5 separate regions of the Sus scrofa genome follow, and regions 2, 3, 4 and 5 are each linked to region 1. Evidence: chromatin contacts called from public HiChIP or PLAC-seq and promoter capture Hi-C data. All regions are on one chromosome and are shown on one strand. Each heading gives the region's core, a stretch centred on a gene start, on an enhancer-like site or on the middle of the called end of the contact. The rest is flanking DNA. Distances are from core to core; before and after follow the strand shown.

Evidence for each region. Promoter capture Hi-C pulls out the DNA fragments that hold promoters and counts their contacts. HiChIP or PLAC-seq counts read pairs in DNA pulled down with a chosen protein or histone mark.
Region 2: an H3K27ac HiChIP or PLAC-seq map of alveolar macrophages shows a contact between it and region 1. The contact joins the promoter of NNT here to the promoter of ZNF131 in region 1. A contact is called at or near these places in 2 of 2 datasets of contacts at active chromatin or transcription factors (alveolar macrophages and skeletal muscle).
Region 3: a promoter capture Hi-C map of fetal liver shows a contact between it and region 1, with 3 times the contacts expected there. The contact joins the promoter of PAIP1 here to the promoter of ZNF131 in region 1. A contact is called at or near these places in 1 of 5 promoter capture datasets (fetal liver), 2 of 47 Hi-C or Micro-C datasets (liver and skeletal muscle) and 1 of 2 datasets of contacts at active chromatin or transcription factors (alveolar macrophages).
Region 4: a contact with region 1 is called in an H3K27ac HiChIP or PLAC-seq map of alveolar macrophages. The contact joins the promoter of C16H5orf34 here to the promoter of ZNF131 in region 1. A contact is called at or near these places in 1 of 5 promoter capture datasets (fetal liver) and 2 of 2 datasets of contacts at active chromatin or transcription factors (alveolar macrophages and skeletal muscle).
Region 5: a contact with region 1 is called in an H3K27ac HiChIP or PLAC-seq map of skeletal muscle. The contact joins the promoter of SELENOP here to the promoter of ZNF131 in region 1. A contact is called at or near these places in 2 of 47 Hi-C or Micro-C datasets (fetal skeletal muscle and skeletal muscle) and 1 of 2 datasets of contacts at active chromatin or transcription factors (skeletal muscle).

Annotation. Positions count from the first base shown.
Region 1 is chr16:27,812,576-27,815,596 of Sscrofa11.1, forward strand. It overlaps ZNF131 (zinc finger protein 131), which reads left to right and starts at 1,399. Exons shown (of 7, transcript XM_021076671.1): 1 at 1,399-1,624; 2 at 2,528-2,666. The coding sequence starts at 2,543.
Region 2 is chr16:28,155,576-28,158,596 of Sscrofa11.1, forward strand. It overlaps NNT (NAD(P) transhydrogenase, mitochondrial), which reads left to right and starts at 1,617. Exons shown (of 22, transcript XM_021076996.1): 1 at 1,617-1,771.
Region 3 is chr16:28,132,846-28,135,866 of Sscrofa11.1, forward strand. It overlaps PAIP1 (polyadenylate-binding protein-interacting protein 1), which reads right to left and starts at 1,451. Exons shown (of 11, transcript XM_005657616.3): 1 at 1,221-1,451.
Region 4 is chr16:28,092,781-28,095,801 of Sscrofa11.1, forward strand. It overlaps C16H5orf34, which reads right to left and starts at 1,426. Exons shown (of 14, transcript XM_021077011.1): 1 at 1,287-1,426.
Region 5 is chr16:27,546,438-27,549,458 of Sscrofa11.1, forward strand. SELENOP (selenoprotein P) reads right to left here and starts at 1,426. Exons shown (of 5, transcript NM_001134823.1): 1 at 1,379-1,426.

The sequences.
Region 1 (3,021 bases), core at 149-2,648:
ATTTTGGTAAATGGTACCAACAACCTACCAGCTCAAGCCAAAAATCTTGAAGCCATCCTTGACTGTTCTCTCTTATATATATAGCCATGAGGTACTTTCCAGACAATGTTGATTCTGTCTCTAGATTCTATCTAGTTTTTTCTTTATATACATGTACTTTTTTCATATTCCATCTAGTTTTCTAATCCCATTTGCCACCATGGTTTCATCTAGATTACTAACACCTTCTCAATAAGTCTTTACTCTTTGTATTTTGTCCCATTTAATCTATTTTCCATATTAGAGCTATAATTCTCTTTTTTTTTTTTGCCCCCCTTGGGGCCACACCCGCAGCATATGGAGGTTCCCAGGCTAGGGGTTGAATCGGAGCTACAGCTGCCAGCCTACACCAGAGCCTCAGCAACACAGGAACCTTGCAGCGTCTGCGACCTACACCACAGCTCAGGACAACACCAGATCCTTAACCCACTGAAAAAGGCCAGGGATGGAACCGGCAACCTCATGGTTCCTAGTCATATTCATTTCCGCTGTGTTACAACGGGAACTCCCTATAATTCTCTTCTTAAACAGAGTTCCCTTGTGGTGCAGCAGATTAAGGATCCAGTGTGGTCACTGCAGCAGCCCTGACCTAGGAATTTCCACAATACATTGAGCCAGGACAAAAAAAAGTAAAATTTACCATGTCGCTTTCCTGCTCAACCTTCAAGACTTTCCATTGTGACTATAAGAAAATCTTAACATCTTCAGCACTTTTTACAAGGCCCCTGTGGGTCTGTCTAGTAACATTCTTTCAGCTCCTGGAATGCTGTAGCCTTGGTGCCTCTTGGCTAAGAACACTCAACTTCATATTGCTTCTTATAGGTCACCAGTTTTCCTTGACTCCCAGATTATCTTGTTCTTCACATCTCATAACACTCGGTAGTCAGCACTCATGCAATTAAATGTTCAAAATGTCTCCTCCATAAACTAAGATTGGGAAGGCAGAAACTACATATGAGTTATTCACTGTTGGATTTCCCAGTCCCTTAAACAGTGCCTTAGCACAACGCCGGCTCTCAATAAATGACTAATGAAATAGTTACATTTACCCTTAATCAATACTAAATTCTTCCCTAATCCCAATCTTCCTTTTGAGAGAAAAGACTAAGCCTTGATCATATCATCTTCAAAAAGTCATTTTTTCAGAGGAATGAATGAATGACTTCAGTTACGTGAGCTGATTATGGGTCAACGGCCTCTTCAAGCGCGCAGATTGGGAAACAGAGAGCTGCAGTAATAGTACTAGGTGTAAAAATCAGAGCAGATGCAGGTCCTGAGCCTAGCAAACATGTGCTACTCGCCGAGCACTGAGAGGGCGGGCACCCGGGAGGAAGATCCTAGGCGGCCGGAACGTGCTCGCGCCCGTGGCCGCCGCAGCCGGCGCGGCGGCCACCCGGGTCTCGGAGCGAGCGCACGTGCGCCGGCCGGACCCAAGCGGAGAGAGCTCCGACACTCGCAGGAAATGGCGGGCGAGGCGTCGTTTAGGGGTAGGGAAAAGCGTGGGGCGAGTCACACCCCAAGAGGGGAGAGCAGAGAAGGAAAGGCTTTCGGGGACGGAAAGGAGAGAGGGAGGATCGTGAGCTAGGTAAGGCGGCCGGACCTAGGCCTTGGGAGGGAAGGGGGCGGGGCGGGACTGGGGGCGGTTAAGCAAAAGCACACTGGGAACCGGTTGCGAGTTTATTCTGAGGTCCGGGTTGGAAGTGTTCACACCTGGAATCAGACGTGGGCGTGGGTGGAAGGTGGGGCTCCACTCAGGACAAAGCCAGGCCCTATACCGGCTCAACCCAACCACACCCGCACTTCCTCCTTCCAGAGCTGGCGCCCTCGGCTCCGCGAGCGCCAAATCCTCTCCGTTAGCTCCGCCCTGCCACTACAAGAGGGCGGGTGGGGGCGTAGCTCAGTGGGTCGGCGCTCAGTAGGCGTCCGCGTCAGCCGGAGCACGACGCGGTGACGCAGCACGTCGACGTAAGTGACGCGCAAGCCCGGGCCGCTCCTCCTTCCCTGAGTGAGTGCCGGCCCGGTCGGGGCGGGGGAGAAGAGGGAGGGCGGGGGAGGGAGAGGCGACCCGGGAGTCGTTGTGGGCCGCGGGCCGGACCGGGTCCCGGGGCGGTGGAAGCCAGGGCCGGGCCGAAGGGCTTGGCGGGCCGTTAGAGGGCCGCGGCGGCTGTCGGGTCCCCTCCCCTGCCGGACTTGCGCGCCCCAGCGCCCGGAGCCTCCGGCGCTGTGCCCACCCCGCTCCAGCTCGCGTCTCCCGACTCCAATTAGGTCAGGCTCGGAGTCCCGCGGCCGCGGCTCCGGCGCCCTACGCGCGGCGGCCGCCCGGCTCGCCTTTCTTTCTTCACTCGTTTTCCTCTCCTCTTGCCTCACCCTCCCCCCTTCTTTTCACGTTGCTGGGTTTTGTTTTTTTGTTGTTGTTGTTTTATGCTTTAGGGGTTTTGTTCCTCAGCCCGAGCTCATGAGTGTACATTATCATGCTCCTCTTTTGTAGAGCAACCCGACGGCCATGGAGGCCGAAGAGACGATGGAATGCCTTCAGGAGTTCCCTGAACATCATAAAATGATCCTGGACCGATTGAATGAACAGCGAGAGCAGGACCGGTTTACTGACATCACCTTGATTGTCGACGGTGGGTACGGTGGTGGGCTGAGGAGCGAATTGTGGCTTCAGTTCTCATCTCCCTTTCCTCCACCCGCCTTTTTTACCCACCTTCTAAGGACTCTGTATCTAAAGTCTGCGGGGGGTGTGCACTTAAATGTCCCCTCACGGTAGACCATGCTGCAGAAGGCTGGTCACGCTTTCAACATAAACATGGCATTTTAACAACTTGCAGCCTTTTGAAGTGTTTCCCATTGCACACATTAGTGCACCATGATGGTATTGGGATAGGGAGGATGTCTCCAAATGTTCGGTTAGTGGAGTTCTGATGATAAACTGCTTTGAGAAGTCTCACAGGAGTCATTTGGGGAGTGTTGATTCTAGTT
Region 2 (3,021 bases), core at 367-2,866, 340 kb after region 1:
TTTTATACAAGGCAGTGTCTCTGATTCAGAAACAACTAACTTAAAACAAACATTTGGAACTAATCCAATATTTTTTGGTGATTCTTATGAATATATTGTAATTATTATGTAGGAGCTTAAAGCCCAAAACAGAATTCTCTAAATGACAAATATTTTCATCTGAAGCAATGGCACCCAAATTATGTGGACAAATGAGCAGAATGAATTTTTAAAATTACCGTATACTTACTACTTAACAGAAAAAGTAAAAATCAATATATCATCTTCGGATTTGTTCTCCTGTGATATAATCCCAAATAAGTAAAAGTAAATAAGCCATTGAGCATTTATTTAAGCTAGGGTTTCTCAGACTTAGCATTATTGATGTTGGGGATCCTGTGTTGTAAGGGGCTATCCTGTGTCATGTAAGGTGTTTAGTAGCCTCTACCCATTGGATGCCTCCCATTTTAAGCTGTGATAACCAAAATGTCTCCAGACAATGTGGGACAAATTGTCCCCACCTGGGAACCAATTTGTTAAGCCTTGAGAGAAGAGGCAAACACTTGCCTCCTTCCTCCCCATGTGTTTTAAAACAAGCTTAATCCCCACCCCCCCAGTTTTATTGAGATATAACTGACATACAGCACTGCATATGTTTTAGGTGTATAGCATGATCTGACTTAAATATTTTGTGAAAGGAGCTTAGTTTTAATCAATTACTTAATCAATTGCTCCTTATCAATTACTCCTGGCTCGCTGTACTTTCAGTATCTTGAACCTGTCTCTAAGGTTGCACTTATCACGGTTCATTATTATTTTAATTATTATTATTTTTTCTGTCTTTTGTCCTTTTAGGGCTGCACCATGGGCATATGGAGGTTCCCAGGCTAGGGATCCAATCGGAGCTGTCGCTGCTGGCCTAGGCCAGAGCCACAGCAATGACAGATAGGAGCCGCGTCTGCGACCTACACCACACCACAGCTCAGGGCAACCCTGGATCCTTAACCCACTGAGCAAGGCCAGGGTTTGAACTCACAACCTCATGGTTCCTAGTCAGATTCGTTTCCCCTGCGCCACAGTGGGAACTCCCATTATTATTTTAAAACATGGGGCTGTTTCCTTTCCTATCTGTGAACTCTTCCAGGACTGGACAGTGTTTTTTACCTCATCTGGATGCAGTAGGAGTCCGTGAATTAAATGACCTTTGTGTTGGTTAAACACAAGAAACGTTCTCAAAGTAAGGGTTTCCCTGGAGTTTTTCCCTTTAAGGATGTGGAATATCTGTTTTGTCTTATACCCTGAGATTCATAATTTTTAAACTCACTTTAAATATTTCAATTAAAGTGAAAAAAGCAGTGACCCTTCTTCTGACACTTCATGATGACTCAGCTTTGGGTAGATGAACTAATTTATACTCTAGAATTTATTCCTCCCACTTTTAATCGGAAGACACCTGCAGACCAAGTAACAGAAGTCATCACGTTCTGGAGCCAGTAATTTTGCCGAAATCAGCCTAGGCCCGAGCAGGGGGCTCTCCAGCACCTGGATATTAATGCTAATTGAAGCCCATGGCTTTATATGGGCGGGCTGTTGGAAGACCAGCACGCAGATTGTGTTAATTTTTGGGCCTTGCATCCTTTCAGAGGAATTTAACTCCACCTCTCCGTCCGGAATGGAAAAATAACGCCCCTATTCCCGCCTTTCACCACCTCCTGGCCTCCTCCCACTTTTCTTTTGGTCCTCTCTCGAATCAGAAGTTCTGATTTTTCCTAAAGTGCCACAGGAAAGTCAGGTACCCAAAGTGGAGTTCTGTTATCTTATTTGTTTTGGTGGGCCACTGGGAAGAAAATCACACTTTATAACTGGCTCTCCAGGGCTGGGTGAACAAATGCAGTCCTGGAAACTTCGGCAGCAGCTTCGGGCCAGGTTTGATTGACAAGGACGGGCGAGGGAAAGCGCGGAGGCGGGGTGGGGAGTGGGGGCTCAGGTCCAGCCCAAGACAAAGAGGTTTTTGGCTGCCACCGAGAAGCGGGAAGCGCCCCTCGGGGTAAGTGGCCTTTGCGCCCTAAAGGGAGTTTCGTGAGGTCACTCTCTCGTCTGGAAAGATGGTGAGCGGGCAGGCGGGCAGAGGGGGCCGGGAGCAAAGACGGGCCTGGCGAGGAAGGGGCGCTGGGCCGGGATGGGGGCTGCGCCGCTGTCACGTGGCCTCTGCAGCTAGAGTTAGGGCTGTTCTTCCGGGTTGGAAGGTTGGAGGCGTCGCGCCGGCGGGCTGGAACCCGGGTCTGCCAGCACGGCGTCAGCTAGCGGCCCGCGGCCGCGGGGACTTCTCGCCAAGGTGAGCAGCGCGGCGCCGGCAACCCAGGCGCGCGCCTGGGGTGCAGCTGGGGAAGGGGCGCGGGGTTAGTCCCAAGGATCCCGGCCCCTACCGGGAAGGTGACCTGTCAAGGACCGCAGTGGTGCGGGGTCGGCAGTGACCCCGGCACCGGGTGCACTCCGGCGCCTGCAGGCCTAGAGCCTTGGGCCGGGAAGGAGAACCTTGCCTCGAGGGCACCCTTTCTTGTCTCAAGTGGGGGCGACGTGGAAGGTAGTGGGGTGGCGGATTCGAGAACTGGATCTTTGCAGAGAGCAGGGAACGAGGCGTCAGCTGTGCAGGTGCAGATTTTGGAGCTTTGGGGGGTGGCGGGAGTTGCATGGGGTGGTTTCAGCCTGAAAGATGGGAGGAAGGGGGGAGGTCATAGAGGACTTTCGGTAGAGGGTGCATTCAGAGAGTTGGCAGCTGGACGCCCGGAAGTGTGCTTGAACCTGGAGGAAGTTTGGGGTGGATGACACAGGAGGTGGCGAGCGAAATTTGTGAGTTTATGTTGGGGCAGGTAGTTAGGGCAAGTTTCTTTGGGTCGAGAAGGGGCCCCGGGCTGGCAGTGGGGGACAGCGGAGGGGGCAGAGCTGATTCGAACTCTGGAGGCGGCAATGACTATTATGCCGCCTCCGCCAATCGGCTTCCGGGGAAGGTTATAAATAGCGGTCCCGGGCAGATGCCAGCCG
Region 3 (3,021 bases), core at 201-2,700, 320 kb after region 1:
ACAAGAACGATCAGGAAATGTAAGGTTATCGCCAGAATATGTACAGAGCCTGCAAAAAGGAACAATAGACTTGCTTTAGTTCGTTTATGAACATACCTGCTTCCTAAATGAACGCTTCAGGCTTATTTTTTCCTTTTTTCTTTTCGAAGGAGTCGGTTAAAAAGAGGTGGCTGCCCGCCTCAGGCCTCCCTCTCGGGGGGCTGGGGAGGGGGAGGCAATTTTTACTTCCTCCCGGGACAGCAGAACTCGGGGACAGCGCACCGGGCCCCTCCCCCAGCCCGGGCGCACAAAGAATTCGATCCGCCACCCTCCAAACCCCGTTCCGGGCCCGTCCCCACCCCGCAACAACCGGGCCCTTTGGGGAATGCTTTCGGGGAACCCGAGGGAGGAAGACGGCGCGCCGACTTCGGGCGCGCGCGGAGGGCCTGGGGAAGCGTTGGCCCTGGAGGACAGGGTCCCCTAGAGCGGCTCCGTACCTGGGAGCGCCCCGGGCCGGGGAGGCCGCTGGGGGCCGGCGGGGACCTCGCACTGGGCCCCTGGCGGCGGGGCCGTCCTGGGCTGGCGCAGCGGCGGTGGCTGCAAGAAGCCCGGGGCTTTGGGCTGCGGCGGCGGCTGGTGCCGCGGCCGCTCAGCAGGCCCCGCTCCGTTCGGGAAACCGCCGCCCTCAGGCCCGCCCCCTCCGCGGCCCAGGCCCCGGCTCCGGCCCCGACCAGCACCTGGGGCCCGATCGAAACCGTCCGACATGCTCCTCCTCCTCCTCCTCCGGGGGCCGCTGCCGCTGCGCTCTGGAGAGGACGCGGGGGGAGGCGCCGCGGGCCGGCTCTCGCCGCCGCGCTCACTCGGGCCTCATGGAGGAGGAGGACTCTGGGCCCTGCTCGGCTCCCCGCGCTTCGGGCGGGGCGGACGGCAGCTGGAGCACCCACGGAACCCGCCGCTCCGGAGCGCCCGCCCCCCTCGGCTACCCTCAGCTTTTTCCGATTCTCCCCCAAAACCCGGCTCCCCCGCCTTCGGTGCGGCGGGGGCGAAGGCAGGTCACAGCGGCCCCCCGCGGCCCGGAGGCCCCGGGCACGCCCGCCGCAGCTCCTCCCGTTCCCGGCGGGCGGGCTGCCGCGGCCCAGCAGGCCGCCGGACAAGCGGCACCTAGGCCTTTAGATAGCCCTGCCCGCCGCGGGGGCATCCCGGCAAACGGAACCGGGCTGGGGGCAGAGAGGGGCGCTTACCCCTGAAAGGGTCTGCTTACTCGGTGGTTCTCAGGAGAGAAGTGCGAGACTGACGGTTGATGCCGGGAAAATAAAAATACGGGGGGAGGGGGCGTGAGCCGGCGCCAGGGTTCGCGGACGCGCACCTCCGTGGGCGCGCAGGTGTGTTCAATGACCCGGCGCCGGCGAGACCCGAGGGTTGGTCGGGAAGGGGGCTCTGGAAGCTCTTTGCCACCCGCAACGTTAGCCGCGGGGGGGGGGGGGGAAATAGGAACGGAATCTAAACATGCCCCCCCGCCCACGTCCTTCTCAAGTCCCAGTATTTATCATGGTAGGTCACGCTGGGGCCAAGCTTGACTCTCTTCCCTTTTTTCATCCTCTCCAGAAATTTTAAGAAAACACGCTACCTTTCAATAAAACTCCCCTCTTTTTCATCTTCTACCACTGCTGTCCAATCAAAATATAGTGCGGGCCACAAATGCAAGCCACTTACGTAATTATACATTTTCTAGAAGGCACATTACCCGAAGGAAAATAAAAACAGGTGAAATTAATTTTGATAATATATTTTACTTAGTCCAATAGATCCCAAATGGTATCATTCAAAACATGTAATTAAAGATATTAATGAGGAGTTCCTGTTGTGGCTCAGTGGTAATGAAGCCGACTAGGATCCAAGAGGATGCTGGCTGGATCCCTAGCCTTGCTCAGCGGGTTAAGGATCCAGCCTTGCTGTGAGTTGTGGTGTAGGCTGCAGACTCCGCTTGAATCCCAGTTGCTGTGACTAAGTGGGCAGCTGCAGCTTTGATTGGACCCCTAGCCTGGTAACATCCATATGCTGCTGATGCAGTCCTAAAAAGAAGGAAAAAGAAAGATATTAATAGATATTTTCTCTCTTTTCATATTAATCAAAATCAGTATACTTTGCATTTCCAGCATATCTTTCTCGGGATTAGGCACATTTCAAGTGTAGTGGCTACTGCACTGCACAGCAAAGTTCTAGACATTATGTATAAGTTAGTGTGTGTGTGTGTGTGTGTGTGTTTAAGTCAAGTCTGACAGTGCTAAAGCCAAATGAGGGATGATATAAGTAATGAAAAGGAGAAAAAATATTTCTTAACTGTTAGACTGAAACATCTTCACAAATTCTGTGTTTTAAGCAAGGCTTACTGCTTTTCAATCTTGTTAAGCTTGAGAATAATTTCAGTTAAGAATAAAACTTCTTGTTAACCATTTTCTTGCTAATAAAGAAAACATTAACGTCTTCACTTAAATGAAAGAGGAAAATGGCTTTAATGAAGGCAGTCATGAATAAATGATTCATGCTGTTGATTGGTGGCAAAAACAATGAAGCCAGGGAAGGAAGCTAGCAAGAAGTGTGGTGCCTTGGTGTTGAGAAAGCATGTAGGATTCAAAATAGGTCGAAGTTCTGGTCTGGATCCTGGTGGTGCCCCTTAATGCCTATGTGATCCTGGGTAAGTAAAGGAGTTAGTTCCACTGAGCCTCTTTCCTCACTTATGTAATAAGTATAATGAGTATACTTATAATAAGTAGCAGTGGCATATATTACAAAGACAAGGTTACACTTTAAAAATTAGATGAGGTAATGCTTATACCAAAAATCCTTTCTTTTATGTAGTCATCAGTCACCTCTTGCCTGGACTTTTTATTGTGTACAGATGACCCATAAACTGTGTGCTCATTAACAGAGTTATTCTGTATGTTCCACTGAAGTAGATGCTCCAATCCTATCCCAGGCTTTTTTTTTTTTTTTTTTTTTGGTCTTTTTTTTGCCATTTCTCGGGCCGCTCCTACGGCATAT
Region 4 (3,021 bases), core at 176-2,675, 280 kb after region 1:
CAACCGACTCCCAATCATTTCTTGTCCATTTCATCTTTTTTCTTCATAACATCTATTATTATCAAAACTGATTCTACTTCCTTTTTGTTTTTTCCCACTAGGATATAAACTCAGAGCAGGGACCTCATCTGTCTTATTCACAACTGTATCCCTGGCATTTAAAACAGTACTTGGCCAATAATAAAGACTGCAATAAATATTTATTATAAATATGTATTTAATGATAAATATATATGTAATGTATAAGAATATATTAGTGAATTTTAAAATTCTTGTTCCTCCTGAATTTGTAATTTGAGTTAATGGCATCTCAATGTTAGCAATATTTGACCTAACACTGTTTTCCCTTTTTTTTTTTTTGGTCGTTTTGCCATTTCTTGGGCCGCTTCCGTGGCATATGGAGGTTCCCAGGCTAGGGGTCCAATCTTCCCAGGCTAGGGGTCCAATCGGAGCTGCAGCCGCCGGCCTACACACCACAGCTCACGGCAACGCCACATCGTTAACCCACTGAGCAAGGGCAGGGACCGAACCCGCAACCTCATGGTTCCTAGTCGGATTCGTCAACCACTGCGCCACGACGGGAACTCCTCCTTTATACCTCTGTAACAAGTCCTGTTGATTTTGTACCTCACTCTCATAAATGCGGCTCCTCCGTTTCTATTTCAGGTCATCACCTTTACCCTCTACTCGTGTAAACTCTTGGGACCTTTTCCTAGTTTTTCCCCTCTCCAATTCATTTCCAGTATTGCCTTCATAGGTAACTTTCCACAACCAAGACCGTATCAACCACTTTACATCATTTGTTTACATACTTGTTAAAAGTAAATATTCATAGCAATCAATATATTTATATTGCAGCTACATGTACCATAGATATATTTCAGAAAAAAAACGGTGCAGATAAACAGTTGGGAAACATATTTTCTGCTATCAATTGGAAAAAGGTCTCTCTCTTTAGACAAGTTTGTTTTTTTTAACAGCTTATTGGGGGTATAATTGTTGTTTGGATTACTTAAATAACCAAGCATACACAAGAAACAGTGGAATGTCTGAAGTTCCTGGCATATCATAAACATAATCCGACTCCAACCCACATTTCCAGCCTAATTTCTACTGTCTTTTTCCTGTGGTGTTTTCAACAGCTACCACATTACGCCCGCGTATGTTTATCGGTCAAAAAGCCACAAGGTTGCTCCAGACATCAACGGGAATCTCATTTTTTTAAAATGCGATGTCTTGTTACAGAAAAAGCCTCACTGAAATAACAACCAAAGTCTTGGACTCACAGAGAAAGGAGCTCTGAACCGAACAATCCTGGAAACAAGGACAATCAACGGCCCTAGCGCTTTACTTTGCCAAAATGCTCGAAGTCGGCGTCGGCGCCGGCCCACGCCTGCTTCTCGAGTAATAGTTTTTGAATCTGACAAATTACCAGTAGGTGATGCTTCTCGACGAACGAATACAATCATAACCGAGAGGAATAAGGCCACAGGGAGAGTGTTTGGAGGTCTTTCGCCAAGTCCGAGGAGCGGGTGAGCAAAGGCAGCTGGCGACAGAGAAAGCAAAGGCCAACAGCTGAGATTCAAACCTTGCCGCACCAAAGAAAGCCGTTTAGCCTTACAAAGGAAGACCGGAAGTCCTGACCTGACCGCGCCCTCCGCACGCAACGGAGGGTGGGACCGGAAGTAGGGAGGCGGAGTCCCAGTCCGGAAGCTGGTCGACTCCTCTCCGGTTTTCATTTCTGGTACCCACCCTTTCCCACCTGGTTGCGATAAAGCCGGTGAGGACCAGCATTCTGATGGGCTAAGCGAGATAACAGCAAGAGTGAGCCTTGTGGAGTGATGTTAATTTAAATAATCTAAACAATTAGACGTCAATAAGCCATTGGAAAAAAAAATTGGCAAAAGATGGAGACCTCTGCTTTTCCTAGTTTGGTGGCAGAAAATGTCTTTCAGGAGTTCCCGTCCTGGCTCAGTGGTTAACGAATCCGCTAGGAACCATGAGGTTGAGGGTTTGATCCCTGGCCTTGCTCAGTGGCTTAAGGATCCAGCGTTGCCGTGAGCTGTGGTGTAGGTCGCAGAGGCGGCTCGGATCCCGCGTTGCTGTGGCTCTGGCGTAGGCCAGCGGCTACAGCTCCGATTAAACCCCTAGCCTGGGAACCTCCATATGCTGAGAGAGCGGCCCAAGAAATGGCAAAAAGACAAAAAGAAAGAAAATACGTCTTTCAATTGTCTTTGCACCTTTAAACGTTTTTTTAAAAATAGCAAGTGGAGGTGTCTGCTATATTTATTTATTGCCATTAAAGCAAATATTTATGAAGAGCCTGCTATGTGCTAAGCATAATGGGGATAAACGAGGGAATGAGACCTAGGGTCGAGGATGAGGGCTAGAGATTAACTGGAAAGAAACAACTAGACAATAATTCGATCACATTTATGGTAAGTGTCCTTAAGATAAAACACAGAGGTTTGTGAGAGCATGTAGTGGGCAGATCTAACCCAAGCTGAGGTAATATTTCCACTGAAATTCAAAGGATAAGTAGGCGTTAGCTAGGTAGAGGTAACAGCCTGTGTGAAGGCCTTTAAGCCCAAAGGAAAGATCTGGTACCTTAAGAGGGCTGAAAGAAGAGTTTCTGCTCTGTTGCAGTGGGTTAAGAATCTGATTGCTGGGGCTCTGGTCCCCATGGGGGCTTGGGTTTGATCCTCAGCCTGGCGCAGTGTGTTAAAGGATGTGGCATTGCGTAGGTCATAGCTGTGGCTGGGATTCAATTCCTGACACCAGGAACTTCCATATGCCATGGGTGTGGCCATGAAAAAAAAGGGGAGGGGGTGCTGAAAGAAAACCATTTGGTTAAAACTGATTAAAGAGGGAGAAAGTCTCTTCTTAGGGGAGAGAGGCCTGCAATGGGGCCATTGACATATGCAATACAGATTTATGAATTATGGACTTTATCTTAAAAGCAGTGATAAACTATAAGCAGGGCATTAAGCAAAGATGGCAGCACCAAGTGATGGGGAGAAA
Region 5 (3,021 bases), core at 176-2,675, 270 kb before region 1:
AATATCATGTCAGTCAGTCTTTGCATCTATGTGACAATTATCCCCTTTGCAATTGAGAAAATTACAGCTAAGAGAGAGAGCTTAGGCATCTTGCCCAAGTCCGCACAAGTACTGAATCACAGGAGAAACTGGATTCAAACCGGTTCTGCTAATTCCAAAACAAGACCTCTTAGCTACGGTTTTTAGACAGGTCAACTTTTAATAGCTCTAGGAGCCAGGATTTTTGCCCTAAGATGACAAAGAGAATGTCAAAATTATTCAAGATGTTTTGTTTCTTACTAGAATGGCTAGATTTCTCTGCTTTCTGGAATACACTTGGCACCGTCACTTTGCCATACAGTATACCATTCCGAATGGCTGAATAGTGAATATAAATGAAAAGGTTCTATCACGTATTTCTCATTTTTTTTTTAATGAAAAATAACTAAAGCCATTGGCAGAGGATAGTGGATTATATTCAGATTTTCCTGTCACTGAATCAATAGGCTGTTCGGCTTTGTTTTCGTGAGCTCATTTTTTACATAATAAACTTCTGATTGATTACAGCTGTCAGGCAGCTGTATAAAATAGTGACAATAAATAAGAAAATTAGATTTCCTGGAAGGCAGTGCAATAACAATTAAAATGTAGTTGTGAATTTCATTAATCTCACCACTTTCAATCACAAAACCTAGATTTGTTGGCCACATACAGACTTACATTTGTTTAAAATACCCCATCAGAAGGCAAAGTATGCACAATCTTTTTCCACCCTCTTCCCCTGAATTTCAGACTCCCATCTGAGGGTCCCACCTCACTCACCTGAAAACCACCTCACATTTAATCACAGACCACCTGATTCTGACACAGGTTTAACTCTTTCCAGGGTGATCATTTCCACACAGTGAACCAAACCTGCCCTCCCCTTTTGCTGCTGTTCTTTAATGCGAAACTGCTCACAATACCCTGGACGTTTCTACAGCACTGTGGAATGGCCATATTTCAGTCCTTGCTCTTCAAACCCATGGGCTATTTTTCCCCTTAAAGCTCTCACTCTGCCTTTCGTGGGAGATACGTAAGCGTGAACATACAATATTGCCCGTAAGACAGCACAACTTTTTGCAAAGTAAAAGTGTTCGATTTCTCCAGCCTCCATTGCCCCCATCTTCATCCTTAGCTGTGCAGAAGGCAGGGCAAAAATTAGCAAGAATTGTCAATGTGCCCACTGCCGGAGTTTAGACTCTTTTGTTCTTTCTTCAGTATTACTTTTATTTTCTTTACCAATCTTTTTTTTTTTAAATCTATTCTAAGGACAGAAACATTTTATCAGACTCAAAAATCAAGTTATTTACCAAACTCTCAAGGAATCAATCATGAAAAACACAAAGTTCCTACTTACACGACCCCTTCCGACTAGCTTGCTTCCTTTCTCTTTGCTCAGCTCGGCAGCTCCACAAAGCCACAGCCAGAAACTTGGATATTTATAGTCCTGTTGTTTACCTCACTCTTCAGTCATAATCCAAAGTTCAGTGCCCGCTCAGGCGGTGACCTTGCAAGCAGAGCAAACCCCTGAAATGATTCTTATAATCAACTTTTTAAAAAAGTAGTAAGCACTGCCAGGCATAAAATGGGGAGAAAGTTTTTTGGCAATTACAATTTTATTCCCTATCCTTTTCAGTCACCCCAGTGTCTAGGATTTAATGGTACAGTCTGGGGCGGGAGGAAGGGCTAAGGGTAAAGAAGGCCTCCAAGTCATGCTCTTTTCCAAACTATAATAGGGAAAAACATTTGCTGAGCCAGCAAGTTAAGCTGCCGCTTTAAAAAAAGAAAAAAAATTTTTTTCTTCTGTTTGTAGTGGCCAGGTGCTAGCCTAACCCAAACTGTGAGCTTTGTCAGAAAAGTCATCTGCTCTTTCAAATCTTTCCTGTCTCCTATTGGTACAGATCTGCTAGGATTATTTTGCAGTGTTTAAAACCTGAATCTCTGTGGAATCTCACAGTATCTCTGCTCCTTTCTTTTTCATTTGAGGAAATGAATAAGGAAATAGGGAGGGAAACCAGGCCTCATTCTTCTCATCACAGAAGTCCTGCTCCCTGGAAGATTTATGGATCTGACAGAAATTTTTTAAGTATTAAAAAAAAAAAAAAACACTTTACAAATTTAAATACCACACAAATACAAGTTAGCTGTGATAGTGGCTAGACAGGAAACGGGTATAGAAATTCCAAAATGTAAAACTAAAATTGAAAATTCCTTCTCTTTCAGAAGTGGATAAAGTCTTTCCACCAATGGCTACAAATGAGCACACACATACCCCCTCTGTGATGCGTAAGGGCAGGAGCAATGTCAAATGATATCAGCCCTGGATGGTGATGGTTTTCAAGTAAGCCTTGCTTTCACTATGGATGCATTTTTGTGCAAACAAACTCCTATTGATTGCTGCAAGCTGGGTTCTATTGTACAAGATGCAGGAAGTACAAAGAGGCTCAGATGGTTATCTATGCTATAAAGAAACATACTGTCGAAGTAGAAGCCTGGCATTTGAAAGCCAAATTCTATTTCCTCACACTAAGCAGTTGATCTTAACCTTTTGAGGTCCCAGATCCCTTTGAGAATCCAGTGAAATGTTTAGTTTTTCCCCAGGAAAAAAAAATACACCTATACATAGCTTGCTTTTTAAAAGAATCTTGTGGGGGGGTGGGAATTGTATAAAGCAGATGATCCTATGGTTCATTTTCCTGACAAATTTATACAGTCACATTGGGTCCATCTGTAACAGAAAATCAAGTATTGGGCCATCAGCTCCTTCCTTTACCTGAGGCTTAGCCGCTGCCTCCTGTGTCAAAGAATTCCCTCCAAGTGTGTAGCTAGCTCCAAGACGAAGTGCCCAGGATTGTGTGTGTCCAGGTCCCTGTGCCTCTAAAACCCTAAGCTGACAAAAGGAGAAGATGGGGAGCTTGTGAGGTTTAAAAGGAATCCATTCCTAATAGCCTCTTTTGTGTGGGGCAGTCCAGATCCAGTCAGCATTCTTAAGAAAGCAGA